Linked DNA regions of Anser cygnoides: region 1 is linked to region 2. A link is a contact called in public Hi-C data. All regions are on one chromosome and are shown on one strand. The core of a region is the stretch at or near the end of the contact, and the rest is flanking DNA. Distances in the headings are between cores, read along the strand shown.

The links. A called contact is a pair of places that touch in the nucleus more often than the background predicts.
Region 1: a contact with region 2 is called in a Hi-C map of liver, with 2.6 times the contacts expected there. The contact joins two enhancer-like sites. A contact is called at or near these places in 2 of 7 Hi-C or Micro-C datasets (granulosa cells and liver).

What each region holds. Positions count from the first base shown.
Region 1 is chr1:61,524,444-61,529,450 of Taihu_goose_T2T_genome, forward strand. The region is part of intron 1 of LOC106031016 (a long non-coding RNA gene); the gene reads right to left. Among named protein-coding and RNA genes, the nearest start is that of AKR1D1, 15 kb to the right of the region's middle. Within about 2 kb of position 2,123, at least 1 of the 3 cell types and tissues checked has open chromatin away from gene starts, as enhancers often do. A contact at or near this core is called in liver, where this site is marked.
Region 2 is chr1:61,126,687-61,131,594 of Taihu_goose_T2T_genome, forward strand. HIPK2 (homeodomain interacting protein kinase 2) reads left to right here. Exons shown (of 15, transcript XM_066997849.1): 15 at 1-4,478. Among named protein-coding and RNA genes, the nearest start is that of KIAA1549, 20 kb to the right of the region's middle. Within about 2 kb of position 1,860, at least 2 of the 3 cell types and tissues checked have open chromatin away from gene starts, as enhancers often do. A contact at or near this core is called in liver, where this site is marked.

The sequences.
Region 1 (5,007 bases), core at 873-3,372, 400 kb after region 2:
AGTTCACCTGCATCCCGTAAATGAATTTGGTGGGTTTCTTTTTCAAGGGAAACATGACACAAGGCACTTCTAATCTCACTTGTGCCCTCCACAAAATCACTCTGGAGGAAGCTGTAGCAACAGCGGAAAAAACAGATCCCTGTAATTACGAGGAGATATGGATCTTGAAATACCACCACTAGACGTCCCCTTAGCTCCAGCCGGCGGAGCAGAGCTGCTTCTGCAGCCCAGGGAGCCTCTTCCTGTCCGCACGTAGCATCAGCAGCGAGGGCAGGTCAGCGCAACAAGGACGCTCAGGGCCCCTGCCTCCAGCCCGGTGGTTTCCAGCCCACGGTAGCTCCACAAGTGGTTTAAGGATGACAGTCACACCCCAGCTCACCCAGCAGATACATACCTTAAGTAGTAGCACCTGGCCGAGAAGAAGGGGTCCATTCAGGCCTGGTCGCAGCCTGCCTTGGCCACCCCGACTGCCTGGGGAATGCCACTGAGGTGATTTCCTCCGATACCTTCATGAAGAAGCTGGTGTAAGGCAAAGCAGCCGGCACAGGAGTAACGCCAGCCTGCACTCTCTGTGAATCGCACTCACCTTTCAGAGGAGAAACTCGTACATCCCCCACATCCTGCCTGTGACATGAGGCGAGATAAAATATGCTTAGGAGGCATGACCTGGCCTGTGGCCCGGCTGTCTGACCACAGTAACCGCACTCTTTCCTTATAAACAGGACACTGTTCCTTCTGGGTATCTGTGATTTGCTAATTCAGCTTTATTCAGCTCGCTAGACATTTTTTTGAAATGAATTCTCCAAAATCAAAGCAATGGCTGTGGAATGCTGTCGGAAAGCACTGCTTTTCCTGTCGCTTTGGTAAAACATGGAAAAATCTGCAGTTGCACAGCCTCTTGAAGAAGGCTGTTCAGACACCTGAAAAGGTGTTTGAGGAGACGTGCCTGTTTGGGAGGTGCGTTTGTCTCCCGAGACTGAAACTTACTCACACCTTACATCATGGACCACTAGAGTGACATCGCCACCATCACCTCGGTCACTTACAGCAGGAATGGAAGAAGCAGTTGACAGCTGAGGTAATTTCTGCACAAGTAGAGTGTCAGGAGAGCCAACTAAATGGCCCTGGAGAGGATTTTGGTCTGGTCTCCAGTTAAAGCAACCACCATTAGCTTCCTCACTATTTATTGTCCCCCCTCATTAACATTACTGCAGTACTCTCTCTACCAACAGGGGATATTGTAAATAACTCACCATGCTACTTACCTGGACATGGCCATTAATAATCACCACAAGATTGTCTGCTATCTTGCTGTGCTCACATATTTCACATTCTCTCTTTTACGCACTCGAGGTCGCTCACCCTCACCTGAATGAGGTCTCAGTCACTGCTGGGCCTTGCTCCAGCCACATGGCAGATCACAAGCGTGTTATAAGGGAATAACTGCTTTGTAACACATCTTCTCGTATTCCTTTTGCAGTGTCCATGCACTGCCACTCATTAAATACCAGCAGCCAGAACACCCTGAGGTGCTTTAAGACCATACTGGTATGGTATAAGCAGAGTTTTCTGTCTTCCAGCCAAGATCCTGCTCAGCCAGAAATGCTTGCAAGTCACCTTCTGAGGCCTGAGTTAATTTTCTTTGCTCCTGTGTGCTCTCTGAAATACAAACACTCAATGTTAAAGCAGGCAGAGCACACAGAAAGCATACACAATTATTTTGGGGGCCAGGGTAAGAAGTAATAGTCTTTAAATGACAGGAAGACCCATGTGAAGTTTGAAGGCCTGCTTTCCAGCAGTAGGGATGATGAAGCAGTGTGGCGGAGTGCCTGGACATGATGTGGGACCTTGATCCTTGGGCGTCCTTGAAAGTGGCCCTGAGGGACATTTGCCAGCAGTCAATTCTCCTACTAAACATGCCTCACAGCCCTATCACCCCTGATGCCACAGCTCCATGGGGTAGCAGTCTTGTCCCTTAATTTAAGATGACATATATTCCATGTGGAGACTGTGACAATAGTAGTTGCAGGACATGCAACTCTTTCAGACCTCAGCTGGGGTTGTTTTATGAGGACAATATTCAGATCAAAAAGGGGGCAGAGCTAATCCATTCCTCTGCCAACCCCACCCTCCGTAAGTAGATGCCAATCTTTCTTTGGACTTTGTCTCTGAGTTAGAAAGGTAACCAGAAGGCATCAGATAAGAAACTGGACACGACAAAATAGACAAACAAAACCTGAAGGACTTTGAAAATAAACACACAGGGAGTGAAGGCACTTTCAGATGGATTCCTATGCTTCAGCGCATAGGAAGGCCTGTGGCAGGAATTTCATTTAGGAGAACAAAATGCACCACTGAGATCTTTATAACAATCTCTAGCCTTTCTCTGTGGGGCTTTTCATCCCCCACAGAAACCACAAGCTACAGAGGTGTCATGCTTTGGGCACCACACAAACACAGGACAGGTGCAGGAGTGTCATGAATGGCAGTGTAATATAAACAGAGATAAGGCAAGCAGCAAGCAAATGTGAATGCACCCCGATGACCAGAGAAATCCTGGCTTTCTTCCTAGAAAAGCTGTGGTACCACCTGAACCAAAGAGGATCCCAGAGCAGAGGACAACATACTGTTAGGCAACATGCATGCTGACTAAATAAATCGAGTAAGAACTTCATCAGCGTGACAAAACAAGACATCCAGATAAGCGCAACAAAAAGGTTTGGTTTAAGAACAACGTACTCACAGCACTGTAAAAGGCCATTTAAACAAACTAAAAACAGCTAAGTTGATTTAACTTAATAGCTTATGCAGCAGTGCCGTGCCAGCACAGCAGAGCCTGCTCAGAGCGGAGGACTAAGCCCAGGCGCATGCCCTCCCGAGGTACCTCTGCAGGCAGAACCGAGGGGACGCCGCAGTGGGACAGAAGCACACTGCTCTGTGGCTTGGAGGTGGCCCTGATGGACACCCAGCACTGGCAGTGGGTGCCCACGGGACAAATGTCCACCCACAGCAACTGACACCAGGTCCTTCAAGAGATTAAAACCTGCTCCCGAGTCTGCCTGTCACGACGGCCGGCTCTGCTTTTCCTTTCCAACTGAACGTGGTGGGCATCGGGTCCTTCTTACCGCTCTCTTTTTCCCATGCATGCATACACAGGCATACTAAAAACCTCCAGTGTCCCCTCACTGCAGTTCCCTGGGTTTTGCCTTCCAGCAGATTTCCTCTGCAGCTGCCAGCTCTTCCTCAGGTTTAAATGTGCCCTTTCACGCCGGTCACTACAGAAAGGGTAGAGTTTTCCCTTTTCCTCCAGCTAAGCAAACAAACTGAATCATCACAGTGCAAAACATGACTGCATTTTAGCAGTTGCACTAACATGTGGGGGAAAAGGAGGTTCAGATGGAAAGTCTTTCAGCTCTCAGTGTCAAAGTATAATTCTGCTTGGACCCATGAATGGACTTTTTTTTCCCATTGAACAATTCTCTCTCCTACCACTTTGATGCCCAGCTGCTATCAGTATTCAAGCATGCAAATGTGAGCGAGCCGCAAAAACAAGCGCTAAAAACCTCCTTGGGAAGAAAAATGCTGTTTGTGCAAACTCTCCCATTCTTCTCTCAGCCTCCACCCGAAGGCTTCCCTAGCAGGTGGTAGGATGAAGTGGGAGAGGGAAGATGACAGCTTATCATTACACACTGTTTTTGGTGTTTTGCTGAGCTGGGAAGGGACAGAACATCAGGCACATTCCCAGGCACTCTGCCAGGCTGGGGCCCAAAGGGTAAACAGAAAGTAATGCACAGGATGCAAAGCATCTTTAAGAAAAAAAAAAAAAATCAACACCAGATGGTCAATGAAATGATCCAGAACAGGAGACTGTGAATGAACATTTCGAGTTCTGCTTTAGCACCTTATTAAACATATAAGGATCTGTGGGCTGCATTCTGGGAGAGCCACGTGAGACCAAGATTTTGGAAAACCCCATCTCCTCTGCAGCCACCATGAGACAACCGTGGCACCCGAGCACCCTGCTCCCTCTGGCACTGCAGCGGAGCACGGTCCTCCCGTTTCTTCCCCGATCAAAACTCACTTCCGATACCATTAAACAGTAAATCACCACAGGTTCTGGCTGTTTGTTTTTTAACTGAAGCCTCGTATAACACAGCGTGCAAACCCCTGACGAAAGGCATTTGTGCGCCAGTGTGGGTCGATACCATAGTTTAACACAGAGCAGCTTTGTGAAGGGAGAACAAGGATACTGCAGTGTGCTTTAGGGCTTTTGCTTCCTATGGCCAGCCCCGGATCTCTGTTCTGCGTTAATGAACGGCTGCTGTATTCTGCATCGGGGTGGTCCGGTGGGACGGCACTCGTGGGACAATTCAGAGGGGAACTGCTGCATGCGAAGTTCCCCCGCTTCTCTGGCCACTTCATATGAACAATGCTGGCAAAATCACCCATGCGTATCACGGAACCTGGAAGTCATGCTGCATCGCTTAGGGTTCATGCTGCTTGGTTTAAAGACTCAGTGGGCAAGAAAAGGGCTCTGCTTCTCACAGAAATAAGCTCTCTTGTACCCAAAAGGCAGTTACAAAAGCAGCATCTCTCCAGCAGACAGCTCCAGAAGAGCTGTAGGACTGTCACAAAGGCTCCTCATATGCTGCTGCATGCAAGAAGCCACCCTCCCGTACAAGCTGTTCCAGTGATTTCCATTTGGCCTCGACAGCCTCCTATCCATTTCACAAAATACACCTCTAAAATTTGAACTCTGAAATTAAACTGCAAACATCAGAAATTTCCATGCCCTCATCCTTGCCTCTTTCAACAGAGAAGTGTGCATTTGTTCTCCAAGAGGTTGCAAGCAAAAAGCTTGGGAGCCGCTAGAGGAGACTGCAATGCTGATATCATGGGAAGGAGCCTGGGAACTGTGAGTCACAGCTGAGACTTCCTGGGGATCGCTTTGCAAGAAGTCCACAAAAGCCTCAGTGGTACAATGGAAACCAGTTCCTCTTCACCTTT
Region 2 (4,908 bases), core at 610-3,109:
CTGGCGGGAGCACGGCACCAGCCTCTCCTGGTGGGTGCCCGTCCCACAGGTGGCACCGCTGTCCGCCGGGGCAGTGTGAGGCGAGAGCCACCAGCCAGGGCTCTGTGACAGAGGTGGCTTTTCCCCGAGTGTCTGGGGATGACCCCGGCAGTCTGTTAAAAGCTGCTGGCACGTGTGACGGCCTGCAGGACAGGCAGGGCAGGCCACTGCGGGCGGCCGGGCTAGGCCCTGCGGGCGCCAGGCTCCGCGGGTTACAGGCCATGCGTTACAGCGCTGGCACGCGTAAGGAGTGGGGCTCAAATGGCGAACGAGCTCGGTTCCTCAGAGGTCTCACGAAGCATGCTAGGAGGGTTGGCTTTCTGCATTTCTAGTTTGAAACTCCTGTTTCTCATTTACGGGTTAGCTTTGTCCTTCCAGTTTTAGCAGTGCTGCTATAACAGACTATTCATGTGTGTTTGAGGATAAAGTTTTTGTTTTTAATCTTTTGCTTATCATAGTTAATCTAAGAAAGGCAATACTAAAGGTATATTTTTTTCCAAAAATGATATTTTTTACTGCACTGATAAATATTGTGACATCTCTGTTCTTAACTCTTTCGCTGTGAGGGGAACCGTGTGCAGACTCACACAAACCTTGTAAATACTTGCGTGTACTTCTGACAGCCAGGGATTTATTTTTTTTTTAATTTTTTTCTTTCTTTAAAACAAGGTTTCCTCTTTGAAACAGAAAGCAATGGGGCAACAATGCTCAGAGCAAAAGCAAAGCTTATCCCATTTTCAGAACATAGCCAAGGAGTTTTTGCAGTGCTGGCATAGAGTTAATATTTAATGCCAATGTGTTTTGATATATTTTTTTTTCCAGCAAATTGTTTGGAAAGGAATAAGACAGAAAAGCTTTGGTCTGGAATTCTGATCAGAAATGTTATTTGTCTCTTTTATGGCACCTCTGATTTTTGTTTTTCCTTTCTTTTCCAAAACTGGCTTGCTGCAGGCTCGCTGGCCTGGGCTCTAGGTCAGTCGGCGGCTGCGCCAGGCGCCTGGTGCTCAGGGACCGCCGACTCCTTTGGAAGCAAACCCGCCGCCGGTCAGGATTCTGGATCCTGACGGCGACAGAGGGTATGCCAGCAGACCGTGGGGTATCCTCGGGTTTTTTACAGAAGGATTTAGATACACTTATATTACGCAAACTGTGACCTAATGGCAATAATTACCTCAAATGTGGGCATTCATCCTGGTTTTAGCCTTTCTGAAAACATGTAGCCAGCTTGAACTTTGATTCAAAGACTCTAAACTCTGTATGGGCGGAATAACGATAAATGCCCACCCTGGTCATTGTTGCTTGAGTGAATTCTGAAGACAGTGAATCTTTAAAGAGAAAAAGTTAAACCAAGGAATAGATTACTCTTTTATGTATTTTAATCAATTGTGATGTTAAATGCACATGTAAGTATATATGTTTATAGCTACTGTAAAATGCTTTGGCCTTCTAGAAGATATTTAATGAGTCACATTTTAAACCAATATGAACTGAATAATAGACCGTGGCTACTTAAACAGTTTTCTGGCTACATTTTATAGTTATTACAGTGTTTTATAGTTTACATTTAAACTGGTACTTTTTAAGGGAAATCTTGTGTTTGTAAGTGACACCTTCAAAAACTCAATACAGCTGCCTCTTTTTAATTTTGCCCTTTACAAATGGAAAAGTACAAGTGTGTCTTTAATATGTATATTCTGTTCTGAGATATAACATAGTGTTGGAAAGTCAGTCCAGAGATCAAGTAATCCACTGTATTCCAAAGTCTGGTTGAAAAACACTCCACCCACTTTGTGGATTTAGCACCTCTAGTCCAACAGATAAGCTATTTGTTTGTGTGCTCGTTTAATACCATACTTTATCAAACTCCTTGGGTTGAAGCAGGGAGCGCAGTACTTCCAAATTCACTGTTCTGTGTAGGATCCTCATCTGGATGAAGATACCCATGTAAGAGAATGAAGGATATTCAAAGGAAGGATTGTATTGTACTGTTGATAAATCTTTAGCCAAATGATTAATTCCTGAGTTTAGTGATTGCCTGTTTTATTTTGGTTTTGTACGTGTGTGTGTGTGTATGTGTGTGGTGTATGACAGCCACTCAGAGGCAATGCTGTAATTTGGCTTTCGTCTGTTCACCCCGTTATTACAAACGGTGCTTACCACCGCAGAAACTGTTTGAACCAGTAAACTAAATACAAAGTTCATTGACCATCTCGTTGTCAACTTTGTTTTCTTAGCCAGCGTCAGTTCCCATCAGTGCTGTCTCCCTGCTGCTGTTACGGTGTACTTTGCATTTGGGTATGTCACACTACCCCCTCCCCAGTCTCGCCTAGCTGTCTAGCTTGCTCTTTTGTGTTCTGTCACTTGAGTAACCAATGAACATGGTATAAATGTCTGCTGGGCAAAATGGTACTGCTAGGTCATGAAAGCACAGGAACTGGCATTTAAAAACATAAATCTGTGTCTGTCTGAAGAACCGATCTTCTGTGGCGGAGCCTGGGTGCCCCAGGGGGGCCCCTTACATTTCTGCCCCATGCCTGAGGCACTGGTCCCAGCGACCCCGGGGTCAGCGGTGTTGCAGAGGAGCAATGGAGATGCTCGTGGTGCCACTGGCTGCTGATACAATCCCCCAGTGCAGCCCGGGGCTGCCGTGCCCACCCCGTAACCCACGGAACCAAAGCGACGACGCATCGCGCGGCAGCCCACGAGCAGCGCTGGGGCTGGCGGGGATCATCCCCCCTTTCTCAATCATCGCCTTTTGCTGCCCTCGGCACTTGCACGACCTTTTGTTCTTAAGGGGGGTCAGACCCACAAACACCAGCACACTTAAGCGAAGGAGACAGTCCTTTTGAATTCTTTGGCTTGCAACTTGTCAGGCAAGAAGGGGTTTTGGCCACTGGCAACGCACATCCCATAGAATCCGAATGGTTACGTATAGCACCGCTGCCCTCGGAAAGGAAATAACAGGCTTCTGCCATGCTTCCATGTCACATGGTTACATACAACACTTCTGGCTCCCCTTCTCCCCCACCTTTATTCCTTCTGTGTTCGATTTTGTGTTTTATTTAATTTGATTTTTTGCTCTGTATTCTTTTCAAAATGAAACTTCCATGGATATCCCAGGGCACAACCATTTCAGGTGTAAAAAGGATCTCCTCATCCCCTGTTTCACCAGCCGAGAAACCAAGGCTTTTTGGGTACCGATTCTACTTGGGCAGAATCAGAATGTAGCCTGTATCTTTCATACCAAACCAAATTTCTGAAAGGAGCGGAAGTGTAATTAATAGCTTTATTAAAGGAGTGTGAGAGAGAGAGAGAGTAAGAGAGGGAGCGAGATGGTGAGAAGAAAGAGGGGCATCTAGGAAGTTGACAAGGCTAGACTTCGGGTAGTTAAAAATGAACCAAGAGGTGAAACATTATTTACAAACAGTAAAATCCTTTTAAAATCAGGAAGGGGGAAGTGGAGGGAGCATTTTATACCTTTCGACTGCCCACAAGCCCAGCGCACCCTGGATGGAAAGTGGAAGTTAACGTACACTGAACCAAAATTCTTGAGGGGGAGAGATGGGAGGAAAAGCTGTGAAATGCTATCACCACTGCAAGGGAAAAGATGCCCCTGCCCCAGCTCTGGATCTCGAATGGTTCTTTCTCTACAGCATCATCTCAGCCCAGATACCCCATGAAAGCCCTGAGCCGTTGTGTTCCTTCACTGTACGGTTTCTGTAATAAGAGTGTTAATCCATGTTAATCTTTGTGAAAATTATTGTGTGCAACAGTATTTTCTTGTGTACTGCTTTTTTTTTTCCTATGTGAATTGTCCCTTTTTTTCTTCTTTTCTTTTCTTTTTCCTTTTTTTTTTTCTTTTGGAAAATATGTCTTTCTTCTTTTAAAAAAACAAAACAAAACAAAAAAAAACTGATGTGTTGTAGACCTCTATGTAACCTATTCCTTAGTCTCATATTATAGGTATGTTATAAGAATGGATATTTTACTTGGCTTTAGAATGTTTTACAAGAAAATTAATTCTTAACCAATCAAGTTCTTGCTACTAAAAAAAAAAAATGCTTGTGTTTTTCATCATGACGTTGTGTGCTTCTAATTAATAATCATTTTCGTTGTAGAAAAATGGAGTGAATTTATATTAGTCTTGGAAACTAATAATAGCATTGTAAATTTATGAGATGATTTTAACAGAAAATACATTATAGAAGAATATAGTTATTTTAATTGTAATATTACTAACTGTAGGGTGAGAAAGGAGGTCCCGTTGTGGTGAACTATGTTATAGCTTGTTATTCACGGTTTCTTTTTGATCATTTTTTCGGTCTCTGAGGTGAAACGAGTTATTAATCAGAATTTGTAAACTCACATATGCATATTGTATATGTGTAGAAATGTAATCACACTTTGTCTTGGAATTACATTAAACTGTTTTAAGTCACTGCAAAGTTTGTGTGTCTGTATGTCTTATCGCTAGTTAAAGTTTGGTCTGAATGTTTGGTTAGTTTTCAGTTACTTTTATTTAATCTCCCAAGTCTATTTGGAAAACATCGCTAACAGTATCATTAATAATAAGTAAACAGTTTTCCCTTTGAGGTGGAATTTTTACACGTGTGAGACTAGCAGTTTGTTCTTATTGCAAAAGAGTGTGTTTATGGTTGGATGTTCATTTGGAGCTTCACCGAAGCACAGCAGGGTTGCAACTTACACATCCCTCTGGAGCTCCCTGGCATGCTGACGGAGGTGCGGGCACCAGCTGCAAATATTAGCCTGCTTTTTCTTTGCATTATGCCTGAGCCCCTGTTTCATTTGTTCCCCTTCATCTCTTTGCCAAGCCCCAGCTGACCTTTGAGAAGTTTACTCAGACACCAA